Linked DNA regions of Mus musculus: all the other regions are linked to region 4. Evidence: chromatin contacts called from public HiChIP or PLAC-seq and promoter capture Hi-C data. All regions are on one chromosome and are shown on one strand. Each heading gives the region's core, a stretch centred on a gene start, on an enhancer-like site or on the middle of the called end of the contact. The rest is flanking DNA. Distances are from core to core; before and after follow the strand shown.

Region 1 (2,700 bases), core at 72-2,571, 770 kb after region 4:
ATATCTCTCCCTGAGAATGGATTTAGCTGCACCTGTCACTCAGTACAGTGTTCTAGGTCTGACCCAACCATCGCGTCTCATGTCTGCTTGCCTCTTTGCTCATGGTATATCTACCCTCTTCTACTGGAATGAAAACCCCACATGGGCAAGCATTGTCTTCTTCCTCATGGTGGAATGCCATCACCTAGAATAGGTGCAGAGTGAGGTCTTGGGAACATGAGTGGGTCTTTGATAACATGGACATTGCTTGATACAGATGAATAGGATGCTGAGGTGCTTGGGTATTTCTGTGAATGCCCAGGGAAGATGATGAACCAGGGAGGCTACAGGAAAAAGAGATGTTTGAGGACAGGTAAAGAGGTCCCGAGTAAGGGAGAGTGCAGGACAGTGGCAGAAGTACTGTGTGTGGCTGAGGTGGCTTCTGCATTAGATCACTCTTCTATGTGTGGCTGCAGGCAAGTTTGGCATCCTTTCTAACCCTTAATTACCCTACCAGTAAAATTAGTCTGACAGTCATCTGAAGCTGGGGGAGGGGTAGTGGCATGAATGAACTAATAGTTAAAAGAAGCTAATATGCATGCAGCCAGCAGAGCGGAGGTCACATTGCCACCAAAGCTGATGACCTGGGACCCACAGGGTGGAAGTAAAGAACTGACTCCCAAAGTTGTCTTCTGACCTTTACTTCTGTGCTGTGGGATGTTTGTGGGTGCACACGCACATGCTCACACAGACACACACACACAGACACACACTCCGTTTTTATTTTTAAGGTGCTAATTGCTACCATTCATTTAAGATTACAGGAAAGAGCGCACATGTCAACATGTATGAAGATGTATCTGTAATTGCAAATCTCAGTCCAAAGAATAGAGCTGAAAGGGTGGCTGCCTTGCCCAACCATCTCTGCTTTGCTAGTGCGCCAGTGTTTTCTCCTTTCCTGATGATTTTTTTTTATCAGAGCTAGCAGAGCTTCTGGCATACTAAATTCTTCATAATCGTGTGTTGATGTCCACCGTATTTCTTCCCAACTTATATGGGGTGCTGCTTAGGTATCATGCAGTCACGAAAATCCTCATGTGAGGTGGGTCTTTCTAGGGAAGAGTAGTTAACAGAACAGAATTCTGTGGTCTTCCAGTCATTTGGTCTTGTAAAAGTAACTCAATAAGACGGGGAACGTGTTTGTCCCACTAGAAATTCCCCAGAAGAGGATTCTACACTCAAGGACGGTCAGAGGCCAGAAGAAAAGGCGCGGAGGCGTCGGCTCCTTTAAGAGGCGAGGCCACCTCGTTCTCCGCGGCGCTGATTGGCAGAAGCGGCCGCAGACGCGGGACTTAGTTGCCTGGGAACGGCCTAGGGGGCCTGCGGCGGGCTGCACGCAGCTGCGAGGTGCTTGCTGGGGCGGCGCGGGGGTCTGCGGGAACGCGGCTCGGGCCCAGCAGTTCTCAGCAGAGCCGCCGGCGCCATTGCCTTCTCGCTCGGTGAGCGCCGCTCCGCTCGCCCAGCCGGGCCTCCGCCGGCCGCCGGCACCATGGGCCAATGCGGCATCACCTCCTCTAAGACCGTGCTGGTCTTCCTCAACCTCATCTTCTGGGTGAGCTGGCGGGGAGACCGGACAGGGGAGGCCTCTGTGCGGCGCGTGGGGACCAGGCGGGCGCGGGAGCCGGCCGAGGGGTCGCCCGGGCCCTGCGGCCTCGGAGCTCTTGGTGAGGTCCTTCCAGGGCCCAGCAGAGGCCAGGACGGTGCCGACCGGAGGTCCCGGGGGGCCTCCGGTCCGCTGGCACGGTGCCAGGGTTACGCGGGTCGCCGCGGCGTGAGCCTGCGGGTCGCTCTGTTCTCAGGGCTGAGTCTGTCGGGACGCCAGGCCCGAAATGGGATACTCCCCTGTGAGTCGGGTCCGCTGTCTTTGTCTGAGTCCTCGCAGAGCCAGCGGCTGTCCCCAGGTCATGTAGCAGCTACGTGGGGACGCCTGTCGAGTCCCGGGCCAGGAATTTCGGCTTAGAGCTCTTTGTATAGAGTTGGTTGGCTGGTAAGCAGCCCAGAAAACGGAAAGGATTCAGCGTGAAACAGCAGAGCATTTCTTTGATCAAGAAAATCGCTGTTGTGGGGATGGGTAGCCTGAGGTTATAAACCCTTTTAAATGTATCAGCTGCCAGGAGATTTTTAAAGCAACCAATTCACTTCTATAAAAGGTTGCTCTTTGGAGGGGCTCGGGAAACCTGGCCCCAGAGAAAGTGCTTATAACCGACCTGTCTTGAGTCAGGTCATTATCTCACCTGGGACTTTTTACTAACCTGTTGTTCTTTGGCCCTCTCCTCCGTCTTGAATCCTTCTGGACTTTGCACCAGGAAAAAAAACTATCAAAAATGTCGTCTATCACATCTTTTTTTGTTTCTTAAAAAAAAAAAAAAGAACAGCTTAATATTAGAACAGTTCAACCTTTTTACTTTGGTACTCTTACTTAAAGTCTGGTAGTGTACTGCAGTATGACCCACACACTACTGTTGGGTGTTTTCTGATAAATTATTAATTATGGGCACACTACTGGTGATTTGGGACCCAACTGACCCTCAGGTTCTCAGGCTGGGATCAAGTTTCCTTTTTCCCAGGTTTGTTATAAACATTTGCCATGGGCAGTTTTCCCTGTCCACAGTACTCAGGATAGTCTTTGAACAGTCCCACTGAGCATACTTTAGTATATCA
Region 2 (2,700 bases), core at 133-2,632, 980 kb before region 4:
TTGGGAGGCAGAGGCAGGAGGATTTCTGAGTTCAAGGCCAGCCTGATCTACAAAGTGAGTTCCAGGACAGCCAGGGCTACACAGAGAAACCCTGTCTCAAAAAAACAAAAGAAAAAAAAAAAAAAAGTAAACACAAAAGGCCAATCAGTTGGATAGGAATGTTGTGAGGTTCAAGCAAGATCACCCAACCCTCTCCCTTCTACACACTCATTTCTGGTTTTCTTCTCCAGCTTTTGATTTAGCTATAACAACACTTTAAGGAGGGCCCTTGTCTCTCTTGCCTGCCCTTATCAGAGATCTATAGCACCACCCAATGTCTTATTGTTAAAACACAGATCTAACAAACTTAACTGCTTAGAAGGCCCCCATTAATCCCAAAGCACTTCTATGAACAGGTGGGTGTTAACTCCACAGCCAGATTACAAACCCATTTATTCTGACGCCTACCAGCTTTCTTCAATAGACCCAGCCCTGCCCCTTTATAACAACACACGTAAGTATACTTCATAACAAAGTTGTCCCCTATATGTAACTCTGCTCACCTCCTGTCTTTGCATATAAGTTCTCTTCCCTTTTTGGCCTCTTAGCAAACTCCTACCAAGACCCACACAAACACATCGGTTCCATGCTCTCTTCTTGGTCACACATTCCCTGTTCCCTCAAGGCAAAAGAGCAACACAAATCAATAGATTTGAGGACAAGTCAGCCAGCTTCATTACCAGATGCCAGACTTAGAAAGCTACCTTCTCTTTGCTGCTTTTTCCCTTGTACAACTTATTTACTTCTCAACTTCTCATTGCGTCCCTCATATTTGTGAAACCCCCCCCATTCTTGAAAGCCAAGACTAGAGCTTTTCTAACACAGTCCCCAGCCTGACATATATGAATGCCCACAAAATAAATCTAAAAATTCAAAGGGTGCAAGAGCCTTGTACCGCAAGACCAGTCCTTGTTACAGACACTATTTCTGCCAAAGAGGTCTCTTGCAGTAAAGACAAGGCTAAGAAAAAACTGTGGTGCGACCCAGCGGACTTCAAGGTACTATCCACCTTTAGGTTTAAAGCGAGAAAGGAGGTTTTTGTATACCGATTTCAATCCTCACAACTGTCTCCTGAAACTGGCATCATTGTCCTTATTTTACAGATCAGGAATAAAGACTCAGAAAGCTGAAGTCTCTTGGCCCAAGGTCACAGATACCTAGTCGTGAGTAGGGACAATGTTGACAACCCCACCTCTCTCGTGGGACCAGTTAGCTACTCCGGACCCACGAGAGCCCCGCGCGCCCAGGGAGGGGGCCCAGCGCCCTCACCCGTCCCGCGGAAGGAACCCGGCCGCAGCGAGCCGCCGGTGTAAACACTCACTCTGGTCCTCTTGCCGGAAACCGGAAGCTCCGCGCTGCATTCTGGGGACTATAGTTTTCACTGAGACCCAGCCCCTTATAAATGGCCGTCCAGCAGCTAGTGGCAATGCTTCCGGGTCCTAGGAGGCGTGAGTGCGAGCACGAGCAGTTTGAGGTCCTAGAAGCCAGTAGGTTGTAGCTTTCTGTCAGACACAATTGTACCACCACCTGAGGTAGGGAGACTCAGTGTGGAATTTTCGAAAGCAGCCAATAGCCCGATGATTCCCGCGCTCTCCAGGGATATATGTGAAGCCTGTTGGTTGTCCCGGGTTTGGAGGAGTCCTAGGCCGGAGGGCGAGCCTTCTCCGAGGGGGACGGGTTCCTAAGTGGACAGGCGCCCCGCGGCCCTTCCGATGAAGACGCAGTTCTCCCACGTAGCCAGCCTCTTGTGCTTCTTGCTCCTTTCTCCCAGGAAACCTGCCTTGTGGCAGCGCACCAGGGCGCTAAAAGTTGAGTCCGTAAGGGGAGTGATTAAGTCGGGTTTCTGGCCCACCGCGAACATGCAACAATGGGGTTTATAACACAGTCATTCGTAGAATCAGTTTGGGGAGGGGAATTTCCACTGAACTTTCGTGGAGACACTGCCTGTTTTAGATGGCTGAGAAACTAATGCACAATCAAATTGGATTGAGTTTACACAAAAGTTAGAGTTAGCTAAACTCAAGAGAGAAGTGATTTTTCTCAGAAAGTTCCACAATTAAGGAAAACAATAACCAAAAACAACCAACTTTAAAACTGTGAAGCTGAGGGACGGGTGAGATGGCTCAGCAGGTAAAAGCACTTGCATTCAAACCTGAGGACCTCCCCGGGAACAAATGGTGAAAGGATTGAACTGACTCCCCAAAACTGACCACACACACACACTAATAAAAAAATGTAATTTTAAAAGATAAAGTTCAGGCTGGAGAGAAGGCTCAGCAGTTAAGAGCACTGAGTGCTCTTCCAGAGGTCCTGAGTTCAATTTCCAGCAACCAAGTGGTGACTCACAGCCATCTATAATGGGATCCGGTGCCCTCTTCTGGTGTGTCTGAAGACAGTGACAGTGTATAAAATACATAAATAAATCTTTTTTTTAAAAAAAGTTCATAATAGCTACTGTGTACACAAGTGTAAAAGTTGTATTCTTGCCGGGCGTGGTGGCGCACGCCTTTAAGCCCAGCACTCAGGAGGCAGAGTCAGGCAGATTTCTGAGTTTGAGGCCAGCCTGGTCTACATAGTGAGTTCCAGGACAGCCAGGGCTACACAGAGAAACCCTGTCTCGAAAAACAAAACAAAACAAAAGTTGTATTCTTGTACAGTCCA
Region 3 (2,700 bases), core at 133-2,632, 680 kb before region 4:
TTTAAGTAAAGGGCAGGGCCAATTTGCAAGATTGGGCAAGGAATCTCGATGCTCTGGATTAGAAATAAATGTCTCTAATCTCAACTCTTGGAAGGCTGAGGTAGAGGGATGCCGAAATCTGGACCAACCTGGGCTGGCTACACAATGAGATCTTGTCAAAAACAAAAACCAAAGAAGAAAACCTATACCTAGAAGTGCAACTCTGGCACTAAACCACCCAGGTAGACTTCAAATGCCGGGGTGAAATGGGGACTTCATGGGACATCAAGGGAGACACAGAAGGTCCCAGAATGTGGCAGCCTGTCATACACTGAGTCTTGTGAGACAAGTGTGAATACTTGGTCTCAGAAGGGAGACTCAAGTAACCTTTTCTCTCTCACAGCAGGCAGGAGCTGGACAAGAGGCTTCAGGAGTACCTGTCCACAGGAAGCCTTTCTCTAGAGCCTGCATTACCCATCACCAGGACGATAGGGGTTCTGAGGAGACAGCCCATCTCCCCCAGCATGCAAGCCTGACCCAGCTCAAAGCCATGTCTTACTGGGGAAAAAAAATGGGGGATAGAGGATTTAGCCAGTGCCCACATCTCAGTTTTTGGCAAGTCCATCATATTAAAGGTGATTTTCCTCTTGCTGTTTTGATAGCCTCATTTATCTCCCAGCCTCACATAGCCTCTGATAGCTTCTACCTTCTCTGTGTGGGCATCAGGAAAGCAAACAGGCAAGCAGGCAAGGAGGCCAAGAGCCAGATACCCCCACACCCTTTCCCTCTGAACTACTGAAGCAAAGGGAGATAACTGTGCAAAATTCTGTCCCTAAACTCACCAAGGACAAGGACAAGTCCCTGTGTTTCCTTCTGGCTCATCTTTTCAGTGCCCTCAAACAATACTCCCCTTCCCTGAGGCTCTAGGGACAGCAGGGCAGACACGTGACAAAGGAACTGAGCACAAACTCACCGAACCATATAACTGGGATTCCTGCTTGCGCTTCTGAGGTCTCCCCCACTTCCTGGCCTTGAGCACTTTGAGGTAGATGCTAGGGTCAGTAGAGTGGAGGTGGGGGGAGGAGGAGGATGGAATGGTACATAAGGGTGGGGGTGTTTGCCCCTTGCTGCTACCGGGCACTCCAAGATGAAGTCCTGGTTCTCGATGACCCAGGAGAAGAGGTCATTGGAGGGTAGGAAGCAGGAACCAAGGCACACTTCAGCGCAGCCCCTTCTCCCAGGGCAGGGACCCCGCCACCACAAGCCCTAATCAGCTGTCAGCAGTAGCCAGCAGTGCTTTGCTGGCGCTAAAGAAGGCACGTGGGAAAGGCGGGAGTGAGGAGCAGGCACGTGGTTCAGGCTTCTCAGCCCCGTGCATGCCCCCCCGCACCCTCCCCCCTCTGTGAGGAGGGTTTTGGGAAGGTAGGGACCAGTGCTCAAAGCGTGGGGCGCGAGCTCGCAACCGGAGCTGTCCCCGGGACTTAGTGCTGAAGTAGGCGCTGACGAACCAGGCGCCTGGTGCGGTGGTCAGAAAAGACCATGGCGTTCATGGTGAAGTCCATGGTGGGTGGCCAACTGAAGAACCTCACAGGGAGCCTGGGGGGCGGCGAGGACAAGGGGGACGGAGACAAGTCTGCAGCCGAAGCACAGGGCATGAGCCGAGAAGAGTACGAGGAGTATCAGAAGCAACTGGTGGAGGAGAAGTAAGTGGAATTTCTTCTTCGCTCATGTGACCCTCACTCAAATACCCTCACGCTGCTACACCCACCTCTCAGAGATCCCCTCTACTTCTCCTAAATATAGTAAGAGAGCAAGAGGTGCTCTCTGAGCTGATTTTATAGCCATCCCGTTTCAAATCCAGGACCCTGTTCCAGCTTCATCCTCTGGCTTAGAGGGGGTTGGGGAAAGGGTGAAGAGTGTGGCAGGGGTAGGGGTGCGGTGGGGGAGGGTGCACGTGCATCTCTGATGAAATAGGTAATCCCTTAATCCGATCTGGTCTTAACCGCATGTATTCCAACTGGGGCTCCTCTGAGCCTGAGGCTGTAAGAAAAGTACTTTTCATCTGGCAGGGCTCAGCGTCATGGGGACAGATCCACGATGGGGGTATTCAGAGATACTGAGCCTACTCTATGCAAGAGTTCTAGGGCAGAGTGGAGATAGAGAGAGCGACGGTCTGAACATTGCGGGGAGGTTGCTTGGTTCTGATCCTCACTTTGCTTATTAGCTGAGTAACTTTAGAAAAGTCATTTAACATTTCTGTGATTTCCTTTCTCCTTCTGGAAAATTGGAAGTGGTAATCACAATACGTGCTCTATACGTCTGTGAGGACTGAATGACTTAATGCATGTTAACCCTTTAGTATAGCGCCTGGCACGTGGCAAATCTTCATGACATGTCAGCTATTGTCACTCAACTTAGTACCGGTTGTTTTATGAGTTGCAAGTTTTCTCACTTTACAGAAGTGGAAGGAATGTGGCATACCAAAAATAGCAGGTTAGGATCAAGTCCAGACTGTCCCACACACACCCCTGCACACATAACCCCACCGCCCCTTCCACACAGCCTGTCAGAGAAGCAAAGAGAGACTTGAGTCAGAGATTGCGAAGGATCTTCAGAGAGAGACTCAGACAGAACAAGACTCCCTCCCACTCAGCTCTCTCTATTGGCAGGAGTGGAGAACACAGAGGATGGACACGGTGGTGGGTTGTGGCAAAAGCTAAG
Region 4 (2,700 bases), core at 159-2,658:
TCATGACAGTGCTGTTTCAGCTCCCGGTTTGTTTGGTTAACTTTTGGTAAGATCTTGCTAGATGTGGCACAGGCTGGCCTGGCACTCACTCAGTCTCCCGTGTGTGTCATCACGACCAGCTGTTATCCTTCATAGGGAGTCAAAGTTTATGAGTTTTGGAGTCAGAGGTCTAGGAGTCATGACCCTCAAAACAGCCAAATGTCCCAACCTTCAGCAGCACTACTTTATACCAGTTAATCAGCAATAAGTAAGAACAATAGTAACCTGGAGGTAGGAAGCCCTAGCAAGATTGGGTAAATAAGGCTCTAGGGCTCCAAGAGGAAGAGGAGGTGTGTGTGTGTGCGTGCGTGTGTGTGTGTGTGTGTGTGTGTGTGTGTGTGTGTGTGTGTGTGACAGAGAGAGAAAAACAAAGAGAGACAGACAGAGACAAGACAGAGAGGCAGGGGTTTTCTATGTATCCCTAGCTTTCTGGAACTCATTTTGTAGACCAGGCTGGCCTCAAACTCATGAGATCTGCCTGTCTCTGTTAGTGCTGGGACTGAAGGAATGGGTGACCACGGCTTGGAAGGTTCTTGATATGTGTTCCACTTAGGCTGGGATCAGTGCCTTCCCAAGCATTTTGCACGACACTGGCCACACTAGGCTGGAACATCTTGCTTCTCTGTGAAGATACTTATGACCTTCCAGACGATAATCTTAGTTTCGGTTAATTTGTTGTTTGGAATATAAACTTAATGATGGGACAGACAGTGTGAATTAAAAACCACAGCAGCAATCCAGCTGTTATATTCGCTCCAGAGTTCAGCACAACTCCTGTCTTTAGTACACCTAGTTTTGCCTAATGTGGAGGGTCGAATCCTGGAAGCCTAAAGGCTATTTACCAGACCACTCCTCTCTCCTTGCTATTTGCTGCTGGCCTGGAAGGAAGATCTGGCTCCCGCGAAAGGACAAAGCAACCCAGAACCCGCCTGTGCCTAAACTTGCAACTTGTCACTGAAGAAGTTACATGGTCTTTGGCACCCCACCCCCACACTCTGGGAGCTGCGGAAGGCAGGAGGGCTCCTCTCCCTATCTTGCTTACAGCATCGGTTATCACCTGCGGGATACCAGGGTCACAATTTGCTGCCTACACCATCTGAGAACAACCCGGGAGCTGTGTTAGCCCCTAGACAGATCGAAGTACGCGTGGCGGGAAAGGAGGTTGGGAAAAGGGAGTCCGCAGCTCTGCTCCCCTGCAGCCGAGGCGGTTCTCCTAGCCTTTATAGCTCCCTCCTTGCCACTGCGCTCCGCAAACTTTCGGAGTTTTCCTGCACTTGCGTCACGGAAAAGGCAGATGGATGACCAAGTCCAGGAGGCGAAGCTCGAAGGCGGCTGGCGAGCTCCCCCACGCGGCGATCCAATCCGAGCGAGAAGCGGCTCTGGGCGCCGGCAACTGGGCTGCTGAAAGCTCGCAGCTCCCCGACTCCCGGGTCCATTTCCTGGATCCCGGCCACCGGGACTGAACCGGAGAGAGGGAGGGCGCCCGCCAGAAGGAAAGTGAGCGGAAGGCCGGCGGTGGCACCCTGGCCGCGGGAGGGCGGAGCTGTGCGGTCCCTGACCGGCCAGGACGCACGGAAGTGCGGTAGAGTTTGTTGAATTCCGTAGCCTGCTTTCCCTCCCTCATACCTCCCTCCCTCTCTCTCCACCCCTCACCTCCCCTACTGCTTTAGCCTCCTTCCTCGGAACGCCATCTCCTGGACTCCTCCCCCCTTCTCTTTTCTTTCTTTCTTTTTCTTTTTTCTTTTTCTTTTTAGTTTTTTGAAGGGAGGGTGAATGTTTGTTTTGGACTTGGCTTCCTGCTGGCAGCGCTGAAGGGCTGCGAGTGAGGGGCAAAGAGGCAAGAAGCTGGGGCTCAGCTAGTCCCTCTCGGGTCGGATCCAGAGGGCATCGCGGAGAACGAACCTACGGACGGACTGACAAACACCCGACTACGCCATCTGTTCGACAGAGCTCTATCTACTGACTGCTGTTGAGTGTTCCGGGGCACATCAGGGGCGGGGGGTGGTGATGGTGGAGGTTTCTCCTAGCGTTACTTCTGGACAGGGGTTCTGAGACTCTGATCCGGGTCAGCTTCATACTCTGAAACTGCCGAGGAATTAGGCAAACAAAAGAGGCACTGAGTGAAAGAGGCCAGAAGTTCTTTGCGCTGCTTGTCGCGCCCCCCCTTGTTATCTGGGGGCGGGGGCTGGCCATTTGCAGGGCGGGAAGAGGGCACCAGAGCTAGCGAGACGGGGTCGCACCCCCTGGGTCGAGTAGTTTTCAGCCGGTTGTGCAAGCTTTGGCCCTTGTTTTCCTGGCCTGGCTCTTTTGGAGGCCGGACACATCCACCCTTGGAATTGGTTCAGGACTCTGCTGTTATTCTCTTTGCCCCTCTTGAATTTTCTGGATTCTTGAAGACGCGGTGGCCCGGGAGGAGAGAGGAAGGAGGAAGGAGCAGATCTCCAGAAGAATGTGAGAGCCTCCCAAAGCCGGAGCCAGTAAGAACGGAGAGCCAGAGGAGGCAGAACCTTGCCTGCGTTCCTGGGACCGTGGTCTGAGGGTAAATCTCTTCTGTTGTACAACACTGTTTTAGTGGAAAGTGTGTGTCTCGTTCTGGTTCTAGCAGAGCTGCTTTCTTCAAGTCATTTGACTTTTCTGCTTGGTGTGTGAGGAGGGAGAGAC

The links. Promoter capture Hi-C pulls out the DNA fragments that hold promoters and counts their contacts. HiChIP or PLAC-seq counts read pairs in DNA pulled down with a chosen protein or histone mark. Capture Hi-C pulls out chosen DNA fragments and counts their contacts.
Region 1: a promoter capture Hi-C map of adipose tissue shows a contact between it and region 4. The contact joins the promoter of Tspan3 here to the promoter of Snx33 in region 4. A contact is called at or near these places in 4 of 115 datasets of contacts at active chromatin or transcription factors (astrocytes, bone marrow-derived macrophages, embryonic forebrain and 1 more) and 2 of 9 other capture datasets (adipose tissue and embryonic stem cells).
Region 2: a promoter capture Hi-C map of erythroid cells shows a contact between it and region 4, with 15 times the contacts expected there. The contact joins the promoter of Ubl7 here to the promoter of Snx33 in region 4. A contact is called at or near these places in 3 of 39 promoter capture datasets (erythroid cells, hematopoietic stem and progenitor cells and liver) and 1 of 9 other capture datasets (liver).
Region 3: an H3K4me3 HiChIP or PLAC-seq map of bone marrow-derived macrophages shows a contact between it and region 4, with 3 times the contacts expected there. The contact joins the promoter of Cplx3 here to the promoter of Snx33 in region 4. A contact is called at or near these places in 1 of 39 promoter capture datasets (pre-B cells), 1 of 115 datasets of contacts at active chromatin or transcription factors (bone marrow-derived macrophages) and 1 of 9 other capture datasets (liver).

What each region holds. Positions count from the first base shown.
Region 1 is chr9:56,159,691-56,162,390 of GRCm38.p6, reverse strand. It overlaps Tspan3 (tetraspanin 3), which reads left to right and starts at 1,321. Exons shown (of 7, transcript NM_019793.3): 1 at 1,321-1,591. The coding sequence starts at 1,529.
Region 2 is chr9:57,909,668-57,912,367 of GRCm38.p6, reverse strand. Ubl7 (ubiquitin-like 7 (bone marrow stromal cell-derived)) reads right to left here and starts at 1,382. Exons shown (of 11, transcript NM_001122873.1): 1 at 1,309-1,382.
Region 3 is chr9:57,604,963-57,607,662 of GRCm38.p6, reverse strand. Cplx3 (complexin 3) reads left to right here and starts at 1,382. Exons shown (of 3, transcript NM_146223.3): 1 at 1,382-1,682. The coding sequence starts at 1,519. It overlaps Lman1l (lectin, mannose-binding 1 like), which reads left to right. Exons shown (of 13, transcript NM_199222.3): 13 at 383-630. The coding sequence ends at 515. Gm32392 (a long non-coding RNA gene) reads right to left here and starts at 1,232. Exons shown (of 3, transcript XR_003948333.1): 1 at 953-1,232.
Region 4 is chr9:56,927,079-56,929,778 of GRCm38.p6, reverse strand. It overlaps Snx33 (sorting nexin 33), which reads left to right and starts at 1,408. Exons shown (of 2, transcript NM_175483.5): 1 at 1,408-2,700.